Linked DNA regions of Mus musculus: region 1 is linked to region 2. A link is a contact called in public Hi-C data. All regions are on one chromosome and are shown on one strand. Each heading gives the region's core, a stretch centred on a gene start, on an enhancer-like site or on the middle of the called end of the contact. The rest is flanking DNA. Distances are from core to core; before and after follow the strand shown. Region 1 overlaps St6galnac3 (ST6 (alpha-N-acetyl-neuraminyl-2,3-beta-galactosyl-1,3)-N-acetylgalactosaminide alpha-2,6-sialyltransferase 3). Region 2 overlaps St6galnac3 (ST6 (alpha-N-acetyl-neuraminyl-2,3-beta-galactosyl-1,3)-N-acetylgalactosaminide alpha-2,6-sialyltransferase 3).

The links. A called contact is a pair of places that touch in the nucleus more often than the background predicts.
Region 1: a Hi-C map of the N1E-115 cell line shows a contact between it and region 2, with 2.3 times the contacts expected there. The contact joins two enhancer-like sites. A contact is called at or near these places in 2 of 484 Hi-C or Micro-C datasets (the N1E-115 cell line and nephron progenitors), 1 of 115 datasets of contacts at active chromatin or transcription factors (neural progenitor cells) and 1 of 9 other capture datasets (embryonic stem cells).

What each region holds. Positions count from the first base shown.
Region 1 is chr3:153,394,526-153,400,449 of GRCm38.p6, forward strand. The region is part of intron 3 of St6galnac3 (ST6 (alpha-N-acetyl-neuraminyl-2,3-beta-galactosyl-1,3)-N-acetylgalactosaminide alpha-2,6-sialyltransferase 3); the gene reads right to left. Among named protein-coding and RNA genes, the nearest start is that of 1700012D16Rik, 99 kb to the left of the region's middle. Within about 2 kb of position 2,081, at least 6 of the 459 cell types and tissues checked have an H3K27ac peak or open chromatin away from gene starts, as enhancers often do. A contact at or near this core is called in the N1E-115 cell line, where this site is marked.
Region 2 is chr3:153,239,466-153,245,586 of GRCm38.p6, forward strand. All of the region lies in intron 3 of St6galnac3 (ST6 (alpha-N-acetyl-neuraminyl-2,3-beta-galactosyl-1,3)-N-acetylgalactosaminide alpha-2,6-sialyltransferase 3), which reads right to left. Among named protein-coding and RNA genes, the nearest start is that of Gm52634, 14 kb to the right of the region's middle. Within about 2 kb of position 3,291, at least 39 of the 459 cell types and tissues checked have an H3K27ac peak or open chromatin away from gene starts, as enhancers often do. A contact at or near this core is called in the N1E-115 cell line, where this site is marked.

The sequences.
Region 1 (5,924 bases), core at 831-3,330, 150 kb after region 2:
TACAGTGTCGCTAACTGGAGACTTAAGTGCTGAGATACAGAAGCCTCTGGCGACTCTTCTCATTGAAAGTCCCACAGGCGGGTATGGTTTCTGGAGGGAACTTCAAACTGCAAAGATTTAAATTCCAGCTTTCAAAGGGGCTTATCTTATGTGCCTTTGTGTCTATTATGCCCTAGTTTACTTTCTTATCTTGAGCAAAAGCAACTTGGGAAAAAAGGTGTTCATTTGGCATGAGCACACACACACACACACACACACACACACACACACACACACACACACACACACATACGTACGTAACTGTCATTGAGGAAAGCCAAGGTAGGACCTCAAGCAGAAGCAGAGATAGAAGCCACAGTGGTACACTGCTTAGGGCTTACTCTCCATAGCCTACTCAGACTGCTTGCTTACACCATCCAAGACCACCTGCTGAGAACCGGCTGGTCCCCTATCAACTATTAAATAAACACCCCCACAGGCCAATCAGATAGAAGCAATTCCTTATGTGAGGTTCCCACTTCCCAGATGACCCAGCTTCTGTCAAGCTGATAAAAATCTAACAAGTGCCCCCCCCCCAAACCCCACCCTCATCTACGTGACCAGTGTCCTTCCCTGAGGAAAGACACTGTTCCAAGCGCTCAGAAGGTATGGTCTAGAATTATTTGATAATATGATTTAAATCCTCTCTTTTTTTCTGTTTCCAGAACAACATACTCAAATGGATATGTGTGTGTGTGTGTATATATATATATATATATATATATATATATATATATATATATATATATATATATATGGCATGCCACAGAATGGACAAAATCAGAGCCCCAGGTTCTAGTCCTTGAGACTCTTCGGGCTAAAAGGCCATAGGAGATCCTTCACAAGGAAGCAGTGGACCACACTGCCGTGGGTGTCCAGAGTGGGGGAGGCACAGCAGCCAGCGAGCAGTATACCAGCCTGGCAGAGGTTCCTGGAGCAAAGCCCCACAGAAATGCATGGACTTCTGGCAGAGTCACTACATTTGTTTTGATCTTAGCTTTTCTTGCCTGTAAAATAAATGCGCTGGACTCATTTTTAGCTCCCCATCTCCTCCCCCCCTTTCTCTTCGCCCACTAGACTTGTTTGTGGAGATTCTTGAGCTATATATGAAATCTCAGAAAGTTGAGCAGGGATAGTTTAATTTTTCCCCCTCAATACAGAACCTGACTGAAACATTTGCCTTCCAGGCTTTTGAGCAGAACTATATTGTTTCAATATGGGCTCCCTAGTTACCAGAATTTCTGATGGAAATTGTATTTGTCTTAGATTTAGGAAAACAGAAAAACAAATTAAATGCTAACTAGCAAATACATCATTTCTCACAAATCACACCATTCAAAGCATAAAGTTCACTTTGGAAAAGTCACACCAAGGCATACTGCATTGCATGCCCCTCAGCCCGAAGAATCTCAGGGACTAGGTTAGGTCAGGGCATGAGAGATCTAATCCTAAGAGAGCCTGGCTAACACTGCTTCTAGTGTTAATGAGCTACCATCCCTCAAAGCCACATCACTCCCCTCAAGGACTGGGTGATGCTGTGTGTTAGGTTCACTCTGAAGGACAGGATAGAGCGTCGAGTCCATCCGCCCTTGCCTAAGTCTCTCATAGAGTAAGTGGAAATTGCAACTTGTCACACAGTAGTAAATGACATCTGGAAAATGGAGTTTGATGCCCAGGTCAGAGAGGGGTGGTAGGGGGTGTTGCCAGGGAAGGGCTCTCTGACAAGGTGTCATCTGAGTCAAGGCCTAAGAGAATAAATGAAGGAGAAAACTCCTGCAGCTATCTGGAGATGTCCCAGAAGTATTGAATTATGGGGTCTGTGCTTTTCAAAGTAGGAACATGATTCATGTGCATTATCATAAGCTTTACTTAAGCTAACATATTTATGAGTTCATATTCTGGGCAGACGCCGGGCTTTAGAAGTACATGGTCTTGATTTCCTAACGGGTCTGTAGGGAATTCAGATGCAATCTCTAGCCCATGGATTGCCCATCTGTGAGGTAGAGCCTAGACTTCAGCATAAGACTTCTTTTTTTTTTTTTTTTTTTTTTTTTTGCCTCGAGAATCCATCTCGGCTCACTGCATATCCTTGGGGGCAGCATCTTTTTAACTCACGCTGGGATTTGCTTCGTCTTGGCCAGGTTTCTCAGCTACTTTCACTTCCTACCTACTGACATCCTGATGAGTGTTATTTATAAATATTAAAAACAAGGAGGTGAGACCGGATGTAGAGAACCTGCCTACACATGCCAGAGCCTCAGCCAGAGAACGTGTCTCAAACATCAACAGCGCCTCTGCATCTGGACAATGTCTGACACCTACTTATCACCCAGGGAATATGTGCTCGGGAGACATCTGCAGAAGGCATGAATGAAGCTACTCTCTGAGCTGCCTATCAAACCCAGGAGCGCCCCTCCTTAGTAGAGGAGCTTAGTAGGAGTGCATGTGGGTGTGTTAGTAAGCAGGATGCTCTCTATCTTTGATGAGAAGGGATGCAGCTGCCTCAGCTCCTAACAGACGCTTGAATGCTTGCATGTGCACAGACCCTTCATAGAAGCGCACTTTAGAAATGGAAGCCATATGTAGCTGTCTCTTGTGAGACTATGCCGGGGCCTAGCAAACACAGAAGTGGATGCTCACAGTCAGCTAATGGATGGATCACAGGGCTCCCAATGGAGGAGCTAGAGAAAGTACCCAAGGAGCTAAAGGGATCTTCAACCCTATAGGTGGAACAACATTATGAACTAACCAGTACCCCTGAGCTCTTGACTCTAGCTGCATATGTATCAAAAGATGGCCTAGTCGGCCATCACTGGAAAGAGAGGCCCATTGGACACGCAGACTTTGTGTGCCCCGGTACAGGGGAACGCCAGGGCCAAAGGGGGGGAGTGGGTGGGTAGGGGAGTGGGGGTGGGTGGGTAAGGGGGACTTTTGGTATAGCATTGGAAATGTAAATGAGCTAAATACCTAATAAAAAATGGAAAAAAAAATAAAATAAAAATATCATTCAAAAAAAAAAAAAAAAAAAAAGAAATGGAAGCCATAGATGATCACCAAACCTCACTTGCACTACAAAGTTGTGCCTCTTTTTTGTGATTTCTGGACCTGTGGATGTGCTGACAACCGAGTTAACGTCTCTGAAGGAGGGAGGATTGCCGCCTCTCATCGTCCCCCTCGCTATAATTTACATGACTTGATGGAATTAGACTGTTATTTTCATCACGGTGATGTGCAAAATCATAAAATGATGTGTATTTTGGGAACACCTAATTAGTTCTCCTTAGTCCCTGTGAGGTTTCAGTTATGGCTCTGAGCCACGAGAATATCAGAGAGGTCTGTGCATCTTGCCTTAGCAACCACAGAGACAGTCCAAGGACTTGAAAGGAAAACTCCCATAGAAGGCAGGGGGGACGAGACTCGCAGTTCACACCGTGCTGCCTGCTCAGAGGCCTTTTATATCACATTATAAGGGATGAATTTACAGCTGAAGCCTCTATTAATCATCTCGATGGCAGGATTACAGACACGGACACAAAAAGTCCATCTCTCTAGTCACAGGCTTTTTTTTTTAAATCAAAAACATTAACTAATATTGATCAAACTTTGCTGTAGCATATAACCAGCAACTGAAGTGAGAGCCGCATTTCACATACAATTGCCAGCACCTTGTGTCACACTTATAAATAATGGCCCGCTCCTATAGAGCACCATCTGCTTGATAGAGGAAAATGTGCGTCGTAATTAGGAAATTCTTCTTATTATTTAATATTTATTGAACAGCCACAATGTGCCTGGCAGCAGAAACACCAGAAACTCTCTGCCCATCAAGCATCCACCTGCTCGGGAAGTAGGGTGTGCCAGTTTTACTGCAGTTTCTGCTCTTCTTATTTTCTGTATTTGGTCCAGGTGACAGAGCTGCAAGTAGCTCACGATTTCCCCTAGCTAGGGTAGGATGCTAAGCTCTTGGATGGCTCCCACTGGAGGTCAAGAGAAGGAAAGCGGCAGAGGCATGGCAATCTCCACGGAGCACAAACAACTGAGAAGTGCTCCACTGATGGAAGTTCAATGCTAATGCGCTCCTAAGTGGAGCTGACGGTATCTGTTGCAGCCCAACGGATGAGGATAAACACAACAGAAATACAAAACATGGCTGCAGGTGGTGTCAACTGTCAACCTGGCAAAATCTAGTATCAACTGAGAGATAATGTGTGTGTGTGTGTGTGTGTGTGTGTGTGTGTGTGTCTGTAGGTGGGGGGTTATCTTGATTAGGACAACTGAGGTAGAAAGCCCTGCACACTGTGGGTATCTCCAATCCCCATCTGGGATTCTGGACTGTATAAAAGTTGGGAAAGCAAGCTAAGCTCTAGCCTGTGACAGTCATTGCTTTTTTTTTTTTTTTTTTTCTGACTATGGCTGTAATGTGACCAGATGCTTCCAAATTACTGATGCCATGACCAAGTATGGCTTGAACGATGAGCTAAACCAAGCCCTTTCCCTCATAAGTTGCTTTTGCAAAAGAATTTTATCACAGCAATAGGAAAGAAGAGAAAAAGAAAAAGAAATGGAAAACTAAGATAAATGTGTTGGGGCAGTGACCTTGAATCAGGAACTATGCCTTGCTCTTCCACGGTGACCGACTAGGCCAGAACACTCACATCAGTACAAGGACATGCACAACTTAGTTCATAAAGCTTTAATGGGATTCTCAACAAAAAGAACCACCTTAACAGACCATCTACCTTTCTAGAAAATCCCACTACATCTTCTCATACCCCTAATCAATAAAGACCCAAGAAAACCCCACAACCACGTAGAGAAGTTTTCTAGGACCACTAAATGACCTGTTCATGGCAGGAGATGGCACTGCGCACCCAACCATGCCTTTGCATGAAGTATCCAGTAGTTTCTCTTTTTAATGAAAAACATTTTTCAAATTCTACGTATTGAATACTTAATATACAGATTTGCCCCAGTCCCTAAATTTTAAGCAGTTCTTTACTTCACACAGTCTCGTTGTTTCTAGAAAAGGCTGCCCATGTTTGTGCTGGCGTCTCAGAGTTTCAACCTTTAAAAATGGCATTCACTGATTGTGCTTCCTTCCTTTACCTTCTGCATGGGGGGAGACATGGTGAATGGAAAACAATGCCTGAATGTGTTGTCATAATGATGGGCTACCCATCTGGTTGGATGAATCAGACAATGAAGTGTTATTCATTATCTTAAATCACGGGCATGCATCCAAGATAACCACCTCGTGTGGCTAATTCAAGCAACAGAGAAATTACACACCAGCAGAGGTAAGGCTGTGATGAGCACTGTGTTCAAACAGTGGTAAAGGAACTTCAAAGCGATGTAACTGGAGGGAAAAGCAGGACAGAGAGGAAGCAATGAGCTTACGCTTTGTTAGGGAAATAAACACCTGATTGGAAAGCCACAGCAGAGTGAGCACACACCTACAAGTCCATGCTTCACTCAGGGGCAGGACAGAGTGAGCATCAGTTCTCTACCTACAGTGATAAAGTGCTGCACCCTTACACACTAATGAGCAACATCTGACACGGTCGAGGAGGGGCACAAGCTTAAGACAGTGACAGACGAAATGACAGCGCTGCACGGGCATTCACGCTGAGCTGAAGGTTCCTCTGCCACTAAAGTATCAGAGAAAAGAATTCTAGACACTTATACGACACTACACCATGGGTAAGAGGCTATCTATAACTATGTTAGGCTCATACAACTGAGTTTTAACTAAATACAGATAAAATAACTGAATATTACCCTCTCCGCACAGTCCCTCTCAGGGTGGACCTGGAATCTACGCAGCACTACCTGGCCATTTCCTAGAAAGACAGAGCTCTTGAGTTGAGGTGTAGTTCAGAAAAGTC
Region 2 (6,121 bases), core at 2,041-4,540:
TTTGGAGGAGAATCTTCAACTCCTAAGTGGACGGAGCTTCCACCAGGAAGGGACGGAATCTAATCGCCATGCCTAGCACACACAGGGGAGCAGGTTATTTACTGAATAAATGCATCGCCTGCTCCAAAGTGACTGCTTGTCCAGGCTCTGTGGACTTGGTTGGAATTCTTGCTCCCATGGCTCTGTGCAGGAGTGCCTGACAGGCTTCCTCGTGGGCCACGAGGGGAAGCCTACCCGGAGCCCCACACTTTATGCTGCTTGACTCAGGCTAAACCATGGATTTCCTTACTTCTCATTACTGAGCCCAGAAAGGGCTAATAATCAGCGAGGCTAGCAAAGCTCTGAAATCCCATCGCAAGTTGGAAAGGGAAATGAGTGTTAAAATCATCTTTGAAGCGATACCCATGGCTTCACAGGATGAACATGGTCATTCAGAATGGACAGGTCTACAGGAAATCTAAGCACTTCATCCAGCCCAGACTGTGGAACCAGGACAAACCCAGCCAGGCACATACCTTCTACCCATCGCAGAAGGCCTAAGGACTGTCCTGACAGCCTCACAGTGGGTCTGCTCCCCAGCTGAAGTGATTTCAACTTGATTATGGCTTAGTGAGCCTGCTCCTCCACTCTTGATTACCCCCCCTCCCCATCTCTGTATGTTCCTCATTTCCAGATGTAGTTTACTGGTCTAAATCATTTAATAAAAGGACGATAGCTGCCATAATTCTGATGAATACTGGTGATAGTACAAGAAAGCAGAGGTTTGTCTACATAGCTATCTTTGACAGTGTTTACAGAGGCATTTTGCAGCCAATACTAAACCACACGTCATACCTTTTTTTCTTTCAGTGTTGTGTCCATCTTTCTATCCCTGGACACCGACAGAGCTATTGTCAGTGCCAGCTTGTGTCCAAGGCAGAGACTCTCATATGCACGGCACACAGTCTCTGCCTCAGAGAAGACTGTCTACATAGGCAGACAGAACCGGAAAAAAAAAAAAAAAAACAATAATTCCACATAAGTGAGATCAAAGAGGCTCGGGTAAGTTATCACACAGGAAGTAATTAACTTTGCTTGGGCAGCATGGGGGAAACCAAAATCCAAACAGAGATCCCTACAAAACATTTAAGAAGTCTGCCAGGCTCCTGATAACGAGCCAGGTCCAGAATGCATGAGCTCATCTGAACTGGATAGATAAACTGGGTGCAAAAGTGGACCAGTTCTCAGCCCTGGCTGCTTATAATAGTGGTGAGGAGAACTCCCCCTTCAGGGAAACCAGAGTCCCTGAAGTGAGGCTCAGTGTAGCACACTGGAAACATCTTTCCAAATGAGTGTGCACACATGTGCACACATACACATAGACACACACAAAGAAATAGACATCAAACTCACACATACAACCAAAACACACAATCTCAAAGAATAAGTAGTAAAAAAATTAAGTACTTCTGACTGAGTCATAATCAATCACTCAGGTCCTCTGAGAGCCTCAGGCGATGAGAAAGGATTCAAGGTCTCTGGGACTTTCAAAGGTCTTCCTTTCCTGACAGGCGTTGAGGTCAGTGACAAACGCACCCTTAGCAGGGTGGCCCAATGTTGAAGGAAACTGGGTCTCACAGACTGTCACACTGGTAACACTGACGAATGCTACTGCCAACCTTTAATTTGAAAGAAAAAAAAAAGTTCCCCATGCATAGAAATAGCTTCATTTTTAAATAGCTAAATTTTTGTGTGAGATTTTTTTTTCATTCCCTACATTTCTCAGAAGAGTATGTTATTCCCCCAAGTGCTACAACTAAAACCATGCAGCCATGTGGCAGGATATCAGCAGCCACTTTAGGTTTCCTGTCAGCCCATGTTGAAAGCCACCTTCAGTGCAAGCCTCTTGGGGGTGAAGCACAGCGGGAGGGGTTCTGGCTCATGCTGCTGCTGTTGCTGAGCCTCTATGTGAGTCTAGGCAATCCAGAGAGAATTTCTTCCTGATGAGTACATGACTTTTTCCATACAAACACCACCACCTCAAACACATCCTTTGCCGTCCCAGCAGCTGTCACCCACCGAACGGGCATGCTCACTGCACATCACCCGGGCAGGGGTTCCCTACCGTGGGAACGCTCTGAGAGAAGCCCAGCCTCCTGTCTATCTCTGATTTCCCAACCATCGTGAACAGTAAGAACTCCCGAGGCTGATTACTGGAAGAGAAATGAACTTCAGAGCAAGTAGGCAAATAAGTATCAGAGAAAGGATTGGGTGGCAAATTTAAAACTGTGGACGTGGGTGAAACCTCCAGTAAAGAAACATGGAAGCTGTGTCAAGAGATGCTCAATAAAGGGAGCGCGAGATGCCTCAGAGGGTAGGGGCTCGTGCCACCAAGACCGAGGACCAAGTTTGATTTCAAAGACCCACATGGTGAAGGTGAGAACTGACTCCCACAAGTTGTCCTCTGACCCCCATGCGCTCCATCGTACCAGCTGTCCTCCCTATAAAATAAACAAATGATTAAGCAAATAAAATATATATAAGGAGCTGTTTAACAAACCTCCTTTGAGTCTATCAAGTCCTAATTACAAAATTACGCACCATCAACAGGCACGGAGCAGAGCCCGGCTTATCTAGCTGAGACAAGTGTGTATCTATTTCCAAGTGCTCACCAGGCTGAGAATCTGTTCTCCGGTGTGGGCACTTGCATCTCCAGGTAGGCACTATAACCCTGCTTCTGCTGAGAACATGGCACTGAGGTCTGAAAAGCTGCCCAGTCTGCCTCTGTTTCTCCTCTGTGCGGGGCCTGACAGCGCCCGTCAACAGGGACATCACACTCGTTAGGTTTGTTAGACAAAGGGCAGGGAGACTGATAAATGATTCCTTGATTATTTTCTCTCTGAAATAACTCTTCTGTCCCCGTCCTCAAGTTACATTTAGATAATGAATGGAGGGCTTAAGTGTTTTCCTGGGGAATTATTTAGGAGAAATCGCATTGACGGTTTTAATTCTCAGCAACTGCGAGCGGATATGCATTTAAGAAACAGGAAGATGGGAACAAAGATTCTGTGTTTCTGCTCGCAGAGCTATCTTAGTAAAAAACAGATGGCTGCTACCATGTTCTTTGTTTCTTTGTAAGAGGCTTCAGTCCCTGACAACCCAAGTTAGCAGGTATAGGTCTTATAGGTCATACTCCTGTAGCCCCTGAGGGAAGTGTCAGAGGCAGGATGTCTCCAGGCACCTACCCTGGTGTGAAGAGGTCAGCTCATGAGAGCTAATTTGTCCAGTGAGAATGGCAGGCTGCAGGCATGCCCGGGCAGAACCTGTTTGCAAGGTCTTCAGAGGCTGGACAACAAGGATCAGGAACCTGGGACACAGACCGTGGGGACGGACAGCAAGCTGCCCTGGTGCACCCTCTACCCAGACTGTTCTCTCTGTCTGTGTGTGATGGCTTGGTTTTGCTGTCCACGCCCACTGGATTTCAAACCGCTGGGCGTGTCTGTGAGGGTGTTTTCAGAAAGATTTAATTGAGAAGAGAGCCACCCTGGTTATGGGTGTCTCTGTCCATTGCTTAGGAGTGAGAAGGAGAAAGTGACCTGAAAAGGGCTCAGCTGTGGCGCAAACCTGCTACGGGCCATGCTTTCCCCACCATGATGGTGAGGTGGAACCCAGCAACTGCGAGCCCAAACACACTTCTGTCCTGAAGATGCTCCTATATCCAGCTTTTGGTAGCAACAGTAGGGAAAGTACCAGGCCAGCACTGAGAAAATCTCTGCAAGAGGTCCAGAGCTCTCTCCACTGGATGACAAACGCTTGAGCTGCATCTGTTGTCACAGCCCTTTCCCTCACTCAGTGGCAGCAGCATCTCTGTGACCCAGAACCTGCCCTCACTCCCTCCAGCAGGGCTGCATGAAGCCACCCATTACTGTTAAAGTTTACTGAAAGTCATCTTTCTCAGCTCTTCTCCTCCACCCTCGTCTGGAGCCCTGGTGTCCCCTCCGTTCTGGACAACCTGAGTCTCTTCTAGGCAGGCCTCACTGCGCCACCAATCTCCTGAGTTTCCAATAGCAAAGAACTGATGGTGGTGCCATTCCAGATTTCAAATGCTTCAGTTACCTTCTGCCACCCAGGGGAACAAAGGTGAGCCTTCTCCACTGTATGTGAGAAAGCTGTCCCAATTCTGTCCATCCATGTGTCTGGCCGCCTGTATGCAGGCTGTCCTTTGTATGTGTGTGTGGCGTTGTAGTGTGGATATCAATATCCTGCAGAGGCCCATGTGTCTGAACACCTGGTTCTAGGCTCAAAACACTGTTTGGGGAGGCTGCAACCTTCAGAAGGTGGAGCAGGTAGAGCATCACTGGAGGAAACTAGTTGTTGGGGGATGGGGTGGACTGAGCCTTGAGGGTTATAACCTGGCCCTTCCTAGATTCACCTCCCTTTATCTGTCTCTGTCTCTAAGTTTCTGAGTCAGCCTCATCCACCCCTCTCTCATCTATCTACCCACCAACCCATCCATCCATCCATCCATCCATCCATTCCATCCATCCATCCATCCATTATCTACCATTTCTCTATATCCGCAGAGAGGTCAGCAAGTAGCTGCCAAGCCAACATCGCCATGGAGCTGTTTGCTACCATGGTTTCCTAGAATGATGGGGTGCACTCACAAACTAGGAGTCCAAACAAACCCCCCCTTCCTTAAATTGCCTTTTGCCAGGTATCTAATCTCAGAGATGAGAGAAGCTACTAATAGATATGTTGTCTGTTTACCCGTTTGGGGGAATTTCACACACTCTTTCTGTGAGATTTTCATAACAAAAGGGACATTTGTTCTCTAGGTATTTTGACAAGGCTCCCCTGGATTCACCGAAACAGGGATCCCTTGCACGGGCTATGGATGCTCTTCCTAGCTGTCTATAAAATTCTGCTCACACAGTGCCTCTTCTGTGCAGTTTCCACTGATCCTCTCAGTGAGAGTCCACCAGGCTGTTTTCCATGAACCCGGAATTGATTGATCTCACGTATACATCTGTGATAGAACACACTAGAAACTGAGGGCTTGAAGACCTTAAAGAGAGTATGTCACTGGCCTTGTGTCCCCAGTGATCAGGGAGTTGCCTGGTATGCAGTAGGTGTCTGCCACATAGGTACCATCATGTATGTTCAGAATAGACCTGCTTCATAACATTGATTTTTCTGAAAGATGGAAAGAAATATAACTGGAAAATGGGAAGGGACATTGATGATGCTGGTACCTTTGCATGATGGCCTTTCAGAGGGGACCTGGGCATAAGTAAGTGTATACACAATCAGTGTGCGTGCACACACACACACACACACACACATACACACACACAGCAGTGTTATGAAAAAGCCAACTGAGCAAGCCATGGAAACAAGCCAGCAAGCAGTGTTCCTCCATGGCCTCTGCTCCTGCCTCCAGATTCTTGCTCTGACTTCTCGACATGATGGATGGTAAGCTCTAAGATGAAAGGGACTTTCCCTGCTTTTAGTCACGGTACTTATCATAGCACCAGAAAGCACATCAAGACAGAAGACTGAATTAAGTCACCTGTAATATGTTCCATTAGCATTGAGCATCTTCCTTTAGTAGCCATTACCTACCTATAATCACATTGATTCATTCATCTGTATTATTCCGTTTCCCCTTCCAAGCCATCCATGCAGCAGGGTGGGACTGTGTCTGTTACACAGGAGACATGCACCCAACACTTACTGACACATAAACAATCTTTAAACCTCATACTTCCTATTCATGATAGGTACTGGGGTGTGTGTGTGTGTGTGTGCGCGCGCGCATATGTGTGCGTGTGCGTGCGCGTGTGTGCGCGTGTGTGCGCATGCGTGCGTGTGTGTGCGTGCACGTGTGTGCGTGTGTGTGCGCGTGTGCATGTGTGTGTGTTCCAGATGAAACAGAACTGTGCACATATATTCCATGACTCATTCAAGTTCCAGTCAAGGATGAAACTCTGGGCTGGGCACGACACTTCCACATGCAGGCTTCTTGGATCACAGAGAATCAATCTCTAGCTAGTTTGAAACTTTAAATAAACACATTATTATTCGCTGTTTTGTGCCTACTAAAATCATTAACTTTAAACATGAACTTGAACATACAAGT